Linked DNA regions of Sus scrofa: regions 2 and 3 are each linked to region 1. Evidence: chromatin contacts called from public Hi-C and HiChIP or PLAC-seq data. All regions are on one chromosome and are shown on one strand. The core of a region is the stretch at or near the end of the contact, and the rest is flanking DNA. Distances in the headings are between cores, read along the strand shown. Region 1 overlaps LOC102165506 (a long non-coding RNA gene). Region 2 overlaps FGGY (FGGY carbohydrate kinase domain-containing protein). Region 3 has its middle 180 kb from the start of JUN.

Region 1 (4,045 bases), core at 1,110-3,609:
TCAAGGTCACAGCTAGTCAGAGGCAAATGTATGATACCCACACCTGTCTGACTCTAAAAGCCATTAGCTTTGTCCTTCACTGTTACTGTGTGGTTGCTTGGAACTTGTCAAAAGATCAGTTGAGCAGAGTCAGTGACTCCATAAATGAATTAGAATGTCACTTTGGGAAGGAGTGCCTCCTGCTTTTCATCCAGGGGAAGTCACAGACATAGGTCTGGGCCTCTTCTGCATCCCAGGTCTTATTCCTGGTTCCCCTTACAGCCACCTCTCCCTACGTCCATGTCTATGGATGGGTCTGTGTGGTGGACGGGAAACCAAACATTATTGTTCAGGAATGATGTTTTTAAAATTGGACATCTGCAGCTTATTTGGCTGGGAGTTTGGCAAGTGTTTCAGTTCGTTGTGGTGGTCAGACCTAGAGGAAATAACTCGGTAGTCATGGTAACCAGCATCCCAAGAACACTATGATGATGCCAAGGAGGAAGTACTGAATGGAGAGCTCGGATGCCTGCTCTGCCATGAATGCTCTGGCCTCAGGTTCCTCAAAAGGGCCTTTTCTCCTATAGTTCTAAACATCTCTTAATAGGAGAATGAAATTTTTAATTTCATATTGAAAGAGATATGTCTTGAGATCCAAAGAGCACCTGGAGGGGTGGTCCAAAATTCATATGAAGCTGAGAAAGACTAAGGAAGGGTGCAAAAATGCATGAGTGAAACATCCACCATGTCCCAGGAACTGTGTTACGTGCCTGGGGCCATAGTCTCAGTTCATTCTCACGATATCCTTCCTCGGACAGAGGAAGACACTTGGGCTTGGAAAGGTGACATAACTTGCCTAAGATCACATGGCCAGACAGTAAAGGGGGAATCAGAATTTGAACTCTGGTCTAGTGATCCTAAAGCTTTGTTATGACACTTACACTCTGCTGCCATCAGAACCATTCCTAAGATCGCTTTCTGCTGGAGGTGGCGTAGAGGCTGAGTACAAAATAACATGGCATCAGTCCTGAAGGCTGTGTCACTGATGATGTTCTCCTCCCTATGCTGCCCAACTAGATGGGATGCTGCTCTCTGGCATAGATAAAACCATCCTTGGGTAAGCTGAATATCTTGTCATCACCCCAGTTATTTTATTTTTTTGGATGCATCTGTGGCATGTTGAAGTTCCCGGGCCAGGGATTGAACTCATGCCACAGCAGCAACCTGAGCCACAGCAGTGACAATGCTGGATCCTTAACCCATTAGGCCACCAGAGAACTCTTCACCCCAGTTATTTTAAATCCATGTTCTCTCCACAGTACTTTTGTTGTGCCCTAGGCAGTACCTTGCAGTTTAGTCTGAGCTCAGTTCTTTCTTTGCCTTATTTACAAAAATGACAGAATGTGCAAGATGCTCTCCAATTCCTGGATCATAGATCTTTCCTTTGATGCAGAAGTTGGATTGTTGTTACCTTATAGATCTTTGAAATTTCCTGTTTTCCATGGACAGGTTCAGAACAATCCCTTCCCCTTTCCACCTTCCTATAATTCTTTTAGAGTCTCATGAGATTATTAAATACCCTTCATTTGGTGAGGACAGGTTATCTGGTACTTCATGTCTGGTAGGCTCTAGGAAGAGAAGAAAATTCTGACATTCCACAAAATGGAATCAGAGGACCTGCGTTTGAGTCCCCTTTCTGCCACCAACTAGCCTGTGACCTTGGGGGAGTCAGTGGACATTTCTCCATGTGCCAAATAAGAGGTCAGACAAACTCCACCTAAAGGTGACTTTCCTCTCCGACATAAACGACAGCAACATCTTCTCAGATCCACCTCTTAGAGTAATGACAGTAAAAACAAAAATAAACAAATGGGACTTAATTAAACTTAAAAGTTTCTGCACAGCAAAGGAAACCCTAAACAAAACGAAAAGACAACTCACAGAATGGGAGAAAATCTTTGCAAATGAATCGACTGACAAGGGATTAATCTCCAAAATTGATAAACACCTTCTGCAGCTCAATACCAAAAAAAAAAAAAAAAGTGTCCTTCAATGCTAAGATTTTTACTAGAAGCCGTCCATCTAGTACACAAAATTTCACTTCCCGTTTGAAAGTTCAGATTGTTCAACTTGCTAATCACTTCCGAATGGACAGTGTTACCTCTCAGATTGATGCAGATTCAATCTCCTCACCTTGAGCTTTTGGTTTTTCTACCTTACGTGCGCCTTGAGTTCTGAGAAGGCAATCTATGAGTCTTTACAGAGCTGTCTTCCTTTCTCCTAATGGGTAGGATGCCAGATGAAGGCCAAATACAGATGATGGTGGTGACAGTGCAGAAAGTAAACAAGTTAAGTGATACCTTTAAAGAACTGAAGTCAACGGTTGCCTGGGTCAGGCTGCCCTCTCTATGACTACATTTCACTGTGCTTTGGCCACAGTGGATGATGGTGTAATAGCAAGGGCATGGCCTTTGTATATGGTTCTGGAACTTAAGGAGCTACATGAACTTGGGAATGGGAGAAAATAATTACAAATTATATATCTGGATATATAAAGAATTTTTGCATTTCAATAATAAAAAGACAAATAACCCAATTACAAAATGGGCAAATGGATTAGGAGGATGTGGTAATATATACACAATAGAATACTACTCAGTCATAAAAAACAACAAAATAATGCCATTTGCAGCAACATGGATGGAACTAGAGACTCTCATACTGAGTGAAGTAAGTCAGAAAGAGAAAAACAAATACCATGTGATAGCACTTACATCTGGAATCTAATATATGGCACAAATGAACCTTTCCACAGAAAGGAAAATCAGGGACTTGGAGAACAGACTTGTGGTTGCCAAGGGGGAGGAGGAGGGAGTGGGATGGATTAGGAGCTTGGGGTTAATAGATGCAGACTATTGCCTTTGGAATGGATTAGCAATGAGAGCCTGCTGTGTAGCACTGGGAACTATGTCTAGTCACTTATGATGGAACATGATAATGTGAGAAAAAAGAATGTACACATGTAAAAAAAAATGGGGAAATGGGGATCTGAATAGATATTTCTCTAAGCAGTCCCCCCTTATTCATTGAGGATACCATCCAAGACCCACAATGGATACCTGAAATCACAGATAGTACTGAACACTATGCATACTATGTTTTTCTTACACATGTACAGTTATGATAAAGTTTAATTTATAAATTAGGCACAGTAAGAAATTAACAATAACAAACAATAACATAAAACAATTATAACAATGTACCATAAGAAAAGTTATGTGAACGTGGGCTCTCTCTCTCTCTGGCTCCCTCTCAACATTATTGTACTGTACTCACCCTTCTTCTTGTGATGACGTGAGATGATAAAATGCTTGCAAGATGAGATGAAGTGAGGAGAGTGACGTGGCCATTGTGACGTAGGGTTAGGTTACTGTAGGCCTTCCGATGATAGTCAGAAGGAGGATCTTCCGTCTCAGGTGATCGTGGATCACTGAGCCATGATGATGGTGATGCTTGGATGTCAGGAGCAGACGACATGGGAGGTTGGTGATCCTGGGTGGGAAGAAACAGGGCTGCCTGAGACGTCATCGTGGTGCTCAGAACAATGTACAATTTAAAATTTATGAACTGTTTATTTCTGGAATTTCCCATTCAGTATCTTCAGATCATGGTTGACTATGGGTAACCAAAACCGCAGAAAGTGAAACTGAGGATAAGAAGGGATCTATGGTATAAAGGGCCAACAAGCACATGAAAAAATGCTTAACATCCTTAGCAATCAAGGAAATGCTAAAAAAAAAAACAAGGACAGAATTATAATTAGGGCAGTAAAAATACTTTGTATGATACTATAATGATGGATATATATCACTTTACATTTGTCCAAACTCACAGAATATACAACACCAAGAATGAATCCTAAGGTAAACTGGAATTTGAGTGATTATTATGCATCAATATAGGCTTATCAATTGCAGCATATGTACCATTTTGGTAGTGGAGGTTAATCATAGGGGATTTATACATATCTGGGGGTGGGGATAATATGGGAAATTATATTTTCCTC
Region 2 (4,045 bases), core at 511-3,010, 240 kb after region 1:
CGGCTCTCATTCAACCCCTAGCCTGGGACTTTCATATGCTGAGGGCACAGCCTTACTAAGGGAAGGAAAAAAAAGTCACAGACTCTGTGTGTGTCTTTTTCTCCTGGTTATCAGGATCTAGAAAGTATTCAATACGAAGAAAAGTTAGAAAATGAGACCCTGTGGTCCATTGCCCCAGTGGGGGGGGCTGGAGAGGGGATTAGGGAGTTACTGTGTGGTTTACAGGTCACATTTCTGACACATGTTCCAAGCCACATTTTTAAGAGTTCACCCAGTCACATCCTGAGTGGACTCCAGGAAGCTGGGGGAGCATCTCTAGCCTGAAGGCATCCACAGTCACGTATCTCAAAATCTCTATATCTGCTGAACAAAATGTCTTTGGGCCAACTCACATCTTCAGGCAACCATTTGTGACTCCTGATTGACAGAGACCCTAGGATTAACACTGGAACAGGTGCTGGGCCGGTAAAGGTGAGGAGCTCAGAATCCAGTCGCAGAGACAGACAGGGAAAGAACAGTGAGGAAGTGAGAACGGCTCAGGTGTATGGAGCGCTTAGCCATGCCCTGTTCCTGCAAATGACGGCAACTTGTATTCAAGAGCCCAGTGTGAGGCAGGGGGTGTTATTGCCCCTGTGGATGAGGACAGTTAAGATGCCAGGAGGTTGAGTAACGTGCCCAAGGTCATGAAGCCGGTAGCTGGCGGGTGATGAAGTGTGCTCTGCGCAGTGGAGAAAGGAAGGACAGAAGCCCCTTCCGGATCTCACTCCTTCACTCAGGTCTCCTTCCTGCCCATCCTCCACAGAGCAGCCTAAGTGACCTTACAGTGTCACTGAGATCAGGCCATTCATCAGCCTCTGTTGCTCATGCAGTAACATGCCCCCTCCAAGGAGGCCCTGTGCCATCAGGATGCCGCCTCCCTAGCCAGCCTGGCCCTGTGCCTCAGGCTCTGTGCTCAGCTCCACGTGCTCAGCTGCCCAGGCCTTTGCAGTCACTCTGCCCAAGTCTCTCCTTGTTCTGAAGGACCTTTGTCGTTCCTCAGGCCTCAGATCCAGGGTCTTCTCCTCAGAGGTCCACCCTGCCTATCCTGCCCCAAGGCAGCCTCCCAGGTCACTCTCCTCCTCGTCACCCTGCTGGTTTCCTCCCTGGCGTATTTGCCAAGCTGACGCCCCCACTGGGATGTAAGTTCCAAGAATGGCAGGACCTGTTCTGTTCCCTGTCCCGTCGCATTGGTGACATGTGGCTGGCACAGAGTAGACGCAAAATACAAGCATGTTTGTGAGGGAGATCCTGTTGTGGCTCAGCAGTAAGGAGCCCGACCAGTATCCATGAGGATGCGGGTTTGATTCCTGGCCCCACTCAGTGGGTTAAAGGATCTGACATTGGTATGAGCTGTGGTATAGGTCACAGACGCAGCCTGGATCTGGCGTGGCTGTGGCTGTGGCTGTGGCTGGCAGATGCAGCTCCAATTCAACCCCTAGCCTGGGAACTTCTATATGCTACAGGTGTGGCCCTAAAAAGCAAAAAAAAAAAAAAAGAAAAGAAAAGGCAAGGACATATTTTATTGGTGGATCAAAGGAGGCACTGTGACCCACCCAATGTCATAGAAGTAACAGTGACAGGAGCTGAACCTTACACTCATCAGGACAGCGCCTTGCCTGAAACGCATTGCCTCCCCACTGTTCTCAGGTCAGAGTCCCCAGCGCTTGGCCTGGGCCATAGACCTTGATGACCAGCCCCTGCAGCCTCACGGCCCCGGTTCTCTGCACACCCTCCCCAACTGCTTTGGCCACACTGACTTCTCCACAGCGCACATTCCAGGCCACCTTCTGCTGGTCCAGCCCTTTTCCTGTTCTTTTCCCACAGCTCTCACTATCCTTCTGGTTTCAGCTTAAACCTTCCTTCCCTGGGAATCTGTCCCCGAGCCCCTGGCCCAGATGAGATGCCGCTCAAGGGCCCTTCATTGGATTGAGCACCCAGACAGTTCTGTGATTTACTCTCTGGTTTCTGGCTGTCCTGCCTTGCCTGCAGGAGAGGCAGCCTATTCATCTCAGCCAGCTCTGTGTACCCTGGGCCAACTCCTGGGCCCGTTAGGTGGCAGATGCTAAATAAACACTCGTCAAGGGACTGAGCACGGAAATGGACAGGTGTAGAGTGAGTGAGTGAAGAACTCCTAAATCTACTGTACCTCCCCCTTCTCTGGGGAGGCTCACAGGGTAAGATTCCCTAGCCTTTCGCGGATGTCTGCCTGGTTCTGGGAACCAGGAGAGGTTGAGTGACAGGAATAAGGAGGTTTGTGTTGGTCTCGTCTCAGCCTGGGCAAGGGAAGAGCTTTGGCTCTGAATGTTATAACCAAAACTAAAATTAGTCGTCTGTTGACCGCTGCCTAAGGCCACTGTTCTTGGAGAAAGGTCAAGAGAAACTGGACAGGAGGTGGGTGTTTACAAGATCTGTCCCAACTAGCCCATGATACGGCACCACAAGCCCTCATTTCCCTGACCCCTCGTTAATCAGAGCTGAAGAGGCAACTTCAGACATGGGTTTTATCTTGGAAGAAGGATCCAGAGCTCAGGATGACATCCTGAAGGCTTTGCTCTCCTCCTCTTCCTTGCTTAGTCTCTCACCAAGGTTATTCCATCTTCTTAGAACCTTCTCTTCATCCTTCTGGGGGAGGGGGTAGGCGGGGACAGTGGGGATCAGAGTATCATTGTTGCCTTAGGAGCCCAGTGCTTTAATTTGGCAAGATCCTGTTGTGGCTCAGTGGAAATGAACCCGACTAGTATCCATGAGGATGGGGGTTTGATCCCTGGCCTCTCTTAGTGGGTTAAGTATCTGGCATTGCTATGAGTTGTGATTAGGTCACAGGCGAGGCTCAGATCCCGCCATTGCTATGGCTGTGGTGTAGGCTGGAAGCTGCAGCTCCGTTTCCATCCCTAGCCTGGGAGCTTCCATAGGCAGCACTTGTGGTCCTTAAAAGGAAGGAAAAAAAAAAAAAAAACTTGCATCACATCCACCAGGTGGGATGTTCTTCTGAATTGGTGGTAGGCAGCCAGTTCTGTACAGAGATATAATCAGAAGAGAAAAGTGTCAGGGCAGAAATAATCCTGTTTTTGCCTTAAGAACAATGACCTCTGCCACACCCCCAGTGGACCTTCTCTGTAGGCCAGGCTCTGGCCAAGCACATGGTCTGTGCCAGCCTGGGCTGCTGGCCTGTTCTCCATCATGTTGGGATCCAGATGTGGCTACTAGCTCATCCTCAGGGCTTCTGTCCCTATTCAAGCCCGAGGAAGGTATATCAACTCTTGTGTTTTTTAGCTAATAGCACTCTTTGAGACCTGGAACTTCATTGGTTTCTAATCCCACTATATATATACACATCTGTATACACATCTCACTGTGTAAACATTTATAGTTGCCTTACACAATTACTCAGGCAACTGTTTTTTTTTTTGGGGGGGGTTGCATGTGTGGCACATGGAAGTTCCCAGGCTAGGGGGCAAATCTGAGCTGTAGCTGCTGGCCTACACCACAGCCAGAGCAACGCAGGATCTGAGCCGTATCTGTGATCCATACCACATCTCACAGCAACGCTAGATCCTTAACCCACCAAGCAAGGCCAGAGATCCAACCTGCATCTTCACAAACACTAGTTGGGTTCATTACCACGGAGCCACAAGGGGAACTCCAGGCGACTGATATTTGAAGAGGATCTGGAAGAGAAGTCATAGTTGCTCCTAATAATCATGAATAATTTTGGCTCTGCAGCTCTGAGTCAGTTACTTAGGTTGATTCTGTTTCTTCTGACCAGGGCCATTTGGAGGCAAACCTCAGTTATGTCAAAGGTGCCTAACCATTTTTTCCTTTGCTCAGCTTGGCTGTCCTCCTGGTTGGGATACTGCCCCCTCCCTCCCTCCCACTTCCCTGGACGGTGCGTGTTCATCCTTCTGGTCTCACCGAGATGTCACTTCCCCAAGCAGTCCTTCCCTGACCCTCACTAAATTGGGCCCCTCTATAAGATTTCCTGGTACCCTGCACCTTTCCCACTTAA
Region 3 (4,045 bases), core at 681-3,180, 190 kb before region 1:
TTTCAAAGTCTGGCATTGGCTGTGACCCAGAGAGCCACAGTGCCCCGGCTGCTGCTCCCCAGGGCGTCAGCTCTCTGGCCTTCCAGAACATGTGTCTCTTCTCTTTGACTGACCCCTGGGGGGGGTGTGGGCTGCCTGCTGCCCTACCCCCCAGGGTGTCTTGACCTTCCTTGCTGGTTTCCTTAGCCCCAGTCTCAGCCCCAAACAGAGTCCTTCCCTTAGATTTTTTTGCTGTTCAGCCCTTCTGCATGCACTTTGTTCCCTGCCATGATTCTGGTCGATTCTCCCAAGGAAACTCTCCAGTGTTCCTCAAAGAGACCTTAGCCAAGAGCCGGGCACTTAATCTTGGTGTCCTTTAAGAGGGCACCCATCCAGAGGGATTGGAGCCACTTGCCTTCAAGAATGCCCACTAGTCTGCATGTGGGGCTGCAGAGGAAGCAGGTGCCCCATCAAGGAGAGCCTCAGGGGCCATAAGAGAGGGTTATGGACTGGCTCAATATTCAGAAATTCAGGTGCAAGTGCCTTTGAAGGAATATGCTGTTATAACACTATCAATGGAGTGTTGCTATCAGATCAGGCTGTGTCATCTTATCAAGCACAAAAGGAAAGAAAACATCTGACAAACATCATCTCCATGCTGGGCAACTTTTCCTTTGTGAGATCTTGTTCCATCCACACGCCAGCCCTGGGCGTAGGCAGTGTCTTCTCCATTTTCCAGTGTGGAAATGGAGGCTCAGAGAGGTGATCTGACTGGGCTTGGGTCGCCCAGCTTGTGAGTGGCAGAGCCTGGACACAAACCTGGCTTCTCTGTCTGCGTAAGAAGGGAATGGAAAAACATCCGTTGGAAGTACTGGGCCAAGCCTACTGAGGAAACTGGGCCCGGAAAGAGGCATTTGAATAGTAGAAAATCAACACAAATTCAACAATGATGTCTAGCTAGAGGCATCAACCATCACCCACTGCCAGGGCAGAGAGTCTATTTCTTCACTAGTAGCTGCAGGGCTTTGCACAACCAATTCATAGCAACTATTCACTCTCAACTACCTTCCTCTAAGAAGCCTCCTGGACCTTCCAAGTTTGGGCTATATGTCCCTTATTTGTTTCTGTGTAGTCCTTGTAATTGCTTAGACACCACATGCGTGTGTGCGCGCGCGTGTGTGTGTGTGTGTGTGTGTGTGTGTAAAGCCTTGAAGAATTCTGGAGGCACCTCAAGAAGGGCCTGAGAGCTATCCTTGCCTACAGAGAAGGTTGCACTGAGGGTGAGGGTGTAGACTCGTTTTTACTGGCCCTTGAGTGGAAAGGGGCCATGAGTGAAAGCTCCAGAGAGATCACTGTTAGATTCTCTTCAGGGTCAGACTGAGGTAGAACTTTCTAGTAATGAGAATCTCTCTATAAGGGGGCAGGCTGCCCTGAGACCCTGCAAGCACAGGCTGGAGAGGCAGCCACAGAGGAGACTGCACTGCAGATGGAATGGGGAGCAGATAAGACTGGACACGTCCCGACAGATGAAAGGTCTGTTGTGAAAACAAAACTCACCGCAGATTAATTTTCTACAAAGTGCTTGGCCCATCACGTGTATGAACTCATGTAATCTTGACACTGGCCTGCGAGGTAGGTGCAATCCAGTTCATGGATGAGGAAATTGGGTTCAGAGAGTTAAGTCACTGGCCCAGGAGATATTGGAAGAGCCAGGATCTAAATATGACCTGTGTCTGACCCTAGAGCTCCCCCAGGACTTAGGTGCATATAAGCTTCGCCCATGTCACCAGCACAACTTCGCTTATTTTGTTTTGTTTTCATGGGCCTCAGTTCCCCTCCAGGGTCCCTACCTCTTTGATGCCAGAAGCTGGCCAGCAGGCTAGGCCATCAGATACAGTTGGCTCTGGGAGGGTGGAGGCCTGGTCTGGGTCGTACTTTCCGGACTCGTTGGTTCCTCCTCTGCCTTCCTTTGTCTCCTTCTGGAAGGGACTCCACTGCTTGCCAGCTTGTCCCTGGACCTCTGGACACATTATGGATCCACATGACCTGGGAGGGATAAGCAGGTGACCTGAAGCATGACAGCTACAGCTAAGAGAAGGTTTCAGAAAGGTCTGTGGCTTCAGTTTCAGGCCTGATGAAAGGAAAAAAAAAATCTAAACACAAACCCAGCAGGCTGCCTGCCAGGAGTCTGTGAAACACAGTCCAAGCCAAAGCCAGTGTCGGCCAAGAGGGAAATTACAGGCCTTAAATGGGAGACTAGTCTGCAGAAAGCTCCCAGTTGTGTTTGGCATAAGTTTGTTTGCCTACATATGTGTTTATGTAGACGTATTTTTCAAAGTGTATCTCTTTATTATTTATGTATTTAGCCTCAAGACCCTTTTTAAAAACAATGTAGAAAGAGTACTTTAAAATACTTTAGCCCTTGATGATATTTGGGGCCACTCCATTTAGTTTAGTTAAAAGTCAGCTCATATTTACTGACAGCCTATTTTGTACCAGGCACTGTGCTCGGCGCTGGAGGTCTGGGGATGCAAAAGGCAGTTCCCTACCCCAAAGCAGCTCAGTGTCCAAAATAAGAAAAAGAAACGTGCACAAGTAAAGATCTCAGAATACCGTTGGAGACAAGGTCTCTCAGTTAAGTGTAGCTGGGACCCAAAGGACGGTGGAGAGGGGGTCTAGCAGGTTCTCACAGGCAGACAAAAGTGGAGGGGCCCTGGCTTGGCTGTATTCATTCATGGAGGTGTATGAGTCAGCTATTGCTGCAATAATGCTAGGTAACAAGCCACCCAAGACTCAGTCACTTACAACTATAAGAATTTTTTCTTGGGAGTTCCTTTTATGGCTCAGTGGTTAACAAACCTGATTAGGATCCATGAAGATACGGGTTCAATCCCTGGCCTCACTCAGTGGGTTAAGGATCTGGCATTGTCCTGAGCTGTGGCGTAGGTCACAGACACTGCTCAGATCCCACGTTGCTGTGGCTGTGTAGGCTGGCACCTATAGCTCTGATTCAACCCCTAGCCTGGGAACTTCCATATGCCATGGGGGTGACCCTAAAAAAGCAAAAAATAAAAATAAAATAAAATAAAAAATTTTTTTCTTCTCACTCTTGGGTTTGTGGGTTGGCTGGGTAGCTTGGGTTCCAGCTTCAGCTTAACTGGGGCTGTGGGTCAGGTGTGGGTCTGTTGCATTTGTCTCATCCTGTGAGCTAGGGTGAAAGGTAGCCTCTGGTTACTCCTTGCATGGTAAATGAGCAAGTAAGCAGACAAAAATGTAATGAAACAGGTAATACCTCTTAAAATTTCAGCCCAGAACTGCCATGCCGTCATTTCCCCCTTTTGCCCATCATTCCTTTGCCCATGATAAAGCCCAATATCACTGGACAGGAGAATGTATTTGCTCAGTCTAATGGGAAGCCCTACAAAGTCAAATGAAAAGTGTAAAATTCTAACATAAGGAGAGAAGGGAAAATTGGAGAAAGGTCCTGGGCTTCACAAGGAGACTTAATTTCAAATTTGAGTTACGCTTAACTGCTTTGGAAACTAGAGAAATCACTTAACTTTTCTGAATCTCTTTCCTTCTTACATACTGAGTGCTTACAATATACTGGTCACTGAGCTAAGTATTTTATGAATGTTGTGTTTGTAAGGTAGGTAAGGTAGATAGATGTTCAGCCCCAATTAAATGGAGGAGAAAACTGAGATTGACGGAGGTATGTGACTTGCCCAAAGTCACATGCATTCAGAGTTTCATACCATGTTTCTCTGAGCCACCTCTTCTTACTTGAAAGAAGGTGTGTATCCTCTCTGCCATGTAAAGGGTGCTTGTTTCAGGTGAATTTCTGTCTTCTTTCACCTTATAGAATCCTGGAACCCCCAGGTCACTGGACTTTTGCTTTCTGGTGAACTTCAACCAAGGGATAACCAGCTGATGTGACTGGCCACCACCACCCTAGTTTCAAAGTTCATTGTGGTTAAAAAAAAAAGTAAGAGCTATTCTTAGCAGCGATTGGAGGGTGATCTCACTTCCCAGTCACGAGTCTTCGGGAGGAAGGACACTTGAAGCA

Evidence for each region. A called contact is a pair of places that touch in the nucleus more often than the background predicts. HiChIP or PLAC-seq counts read pairs in DNA pulled down with a chosen protein or histone mark.
Region 2: an H3K27ac HiChIP or PLAC-seq map of skeletal muscle shows a contact between it and region 1. The contact joins two enhancer-like sites. A contact is called at or near these places in 1 of 47 Hi-C or Micro-C datasets (skeletal muscle) and 1 of 2 datasets of contacts at active chromatin or transcription factors (skeletal muscle).
Region 3: a Hi-C map of skeletal muscle shows a contact between it and region 1, with 6 times the contacts expected there. The contact joins two enhancer-like sites. A contact is called at or near these places in 1 of 47 Hi-C or Micro-C datasets (skeletal muscle) and 1 of 2 datasets of contacts at active chromatin or transcription factors (skeletal muscle).

Annotation. Positions count from the first base shown.
Region 1 is chr6:153,316,820-153,320,864 of Sscrofa11.1, reverse strand. LOC102165506 (a long non-coding RNA gene) reads right to left here. Exons shown (of 4, transcript XR_002345481.1): 3 at 3,316-3,531. Among named protein-coding and RNA genes, the nearest start is that of FGGY, 110 kb to the right of the region's middle. Within about 2 kb of position 2,359, at least 1 of the 83 cell types and tissues checked has an H3K27ac peak or open chromatin away from gene starts, as enhancers often do. A contact at or near this core is called in skeletal muscle, where this site is marked.
Region 2 is chr6:153,071,311-153,075,355 of Sscrofa11.1, reverse strand. The region is part of intron 5 of FGGY (FGGY carbohydrate kinase domain-containing protein); the gene reads left to right. Among named protein-coding and RNA genes, the nearest start is that of FGGY, 140 kb to the left of the region's middle. Within about 2 kb of position 1,760, at least 8 of the 83 cell types and tissues checked have an H3K27ac peak or open chromatin away from gene starts, as enhancers often do. A contact at or near this core is called in skeletal muscle, where this site is marked.
Region 3 is chr6:153,505,531-153,509,575 of Sscrofa11.1, reverse strand. No RefSeq gene overlaps it. Among named protein-coding and RNA genes, the nearest start is that of JUN, 180 kb to the left of the region's middle. Within about 2 kb of position 1,930, at least 28 of the 83 cell types and tissues checked have an H3K27ac peak or open chromatin away from gene starts, as enhancers often do. A contact at or near this core is called in skeletal muscle, where this site is marked.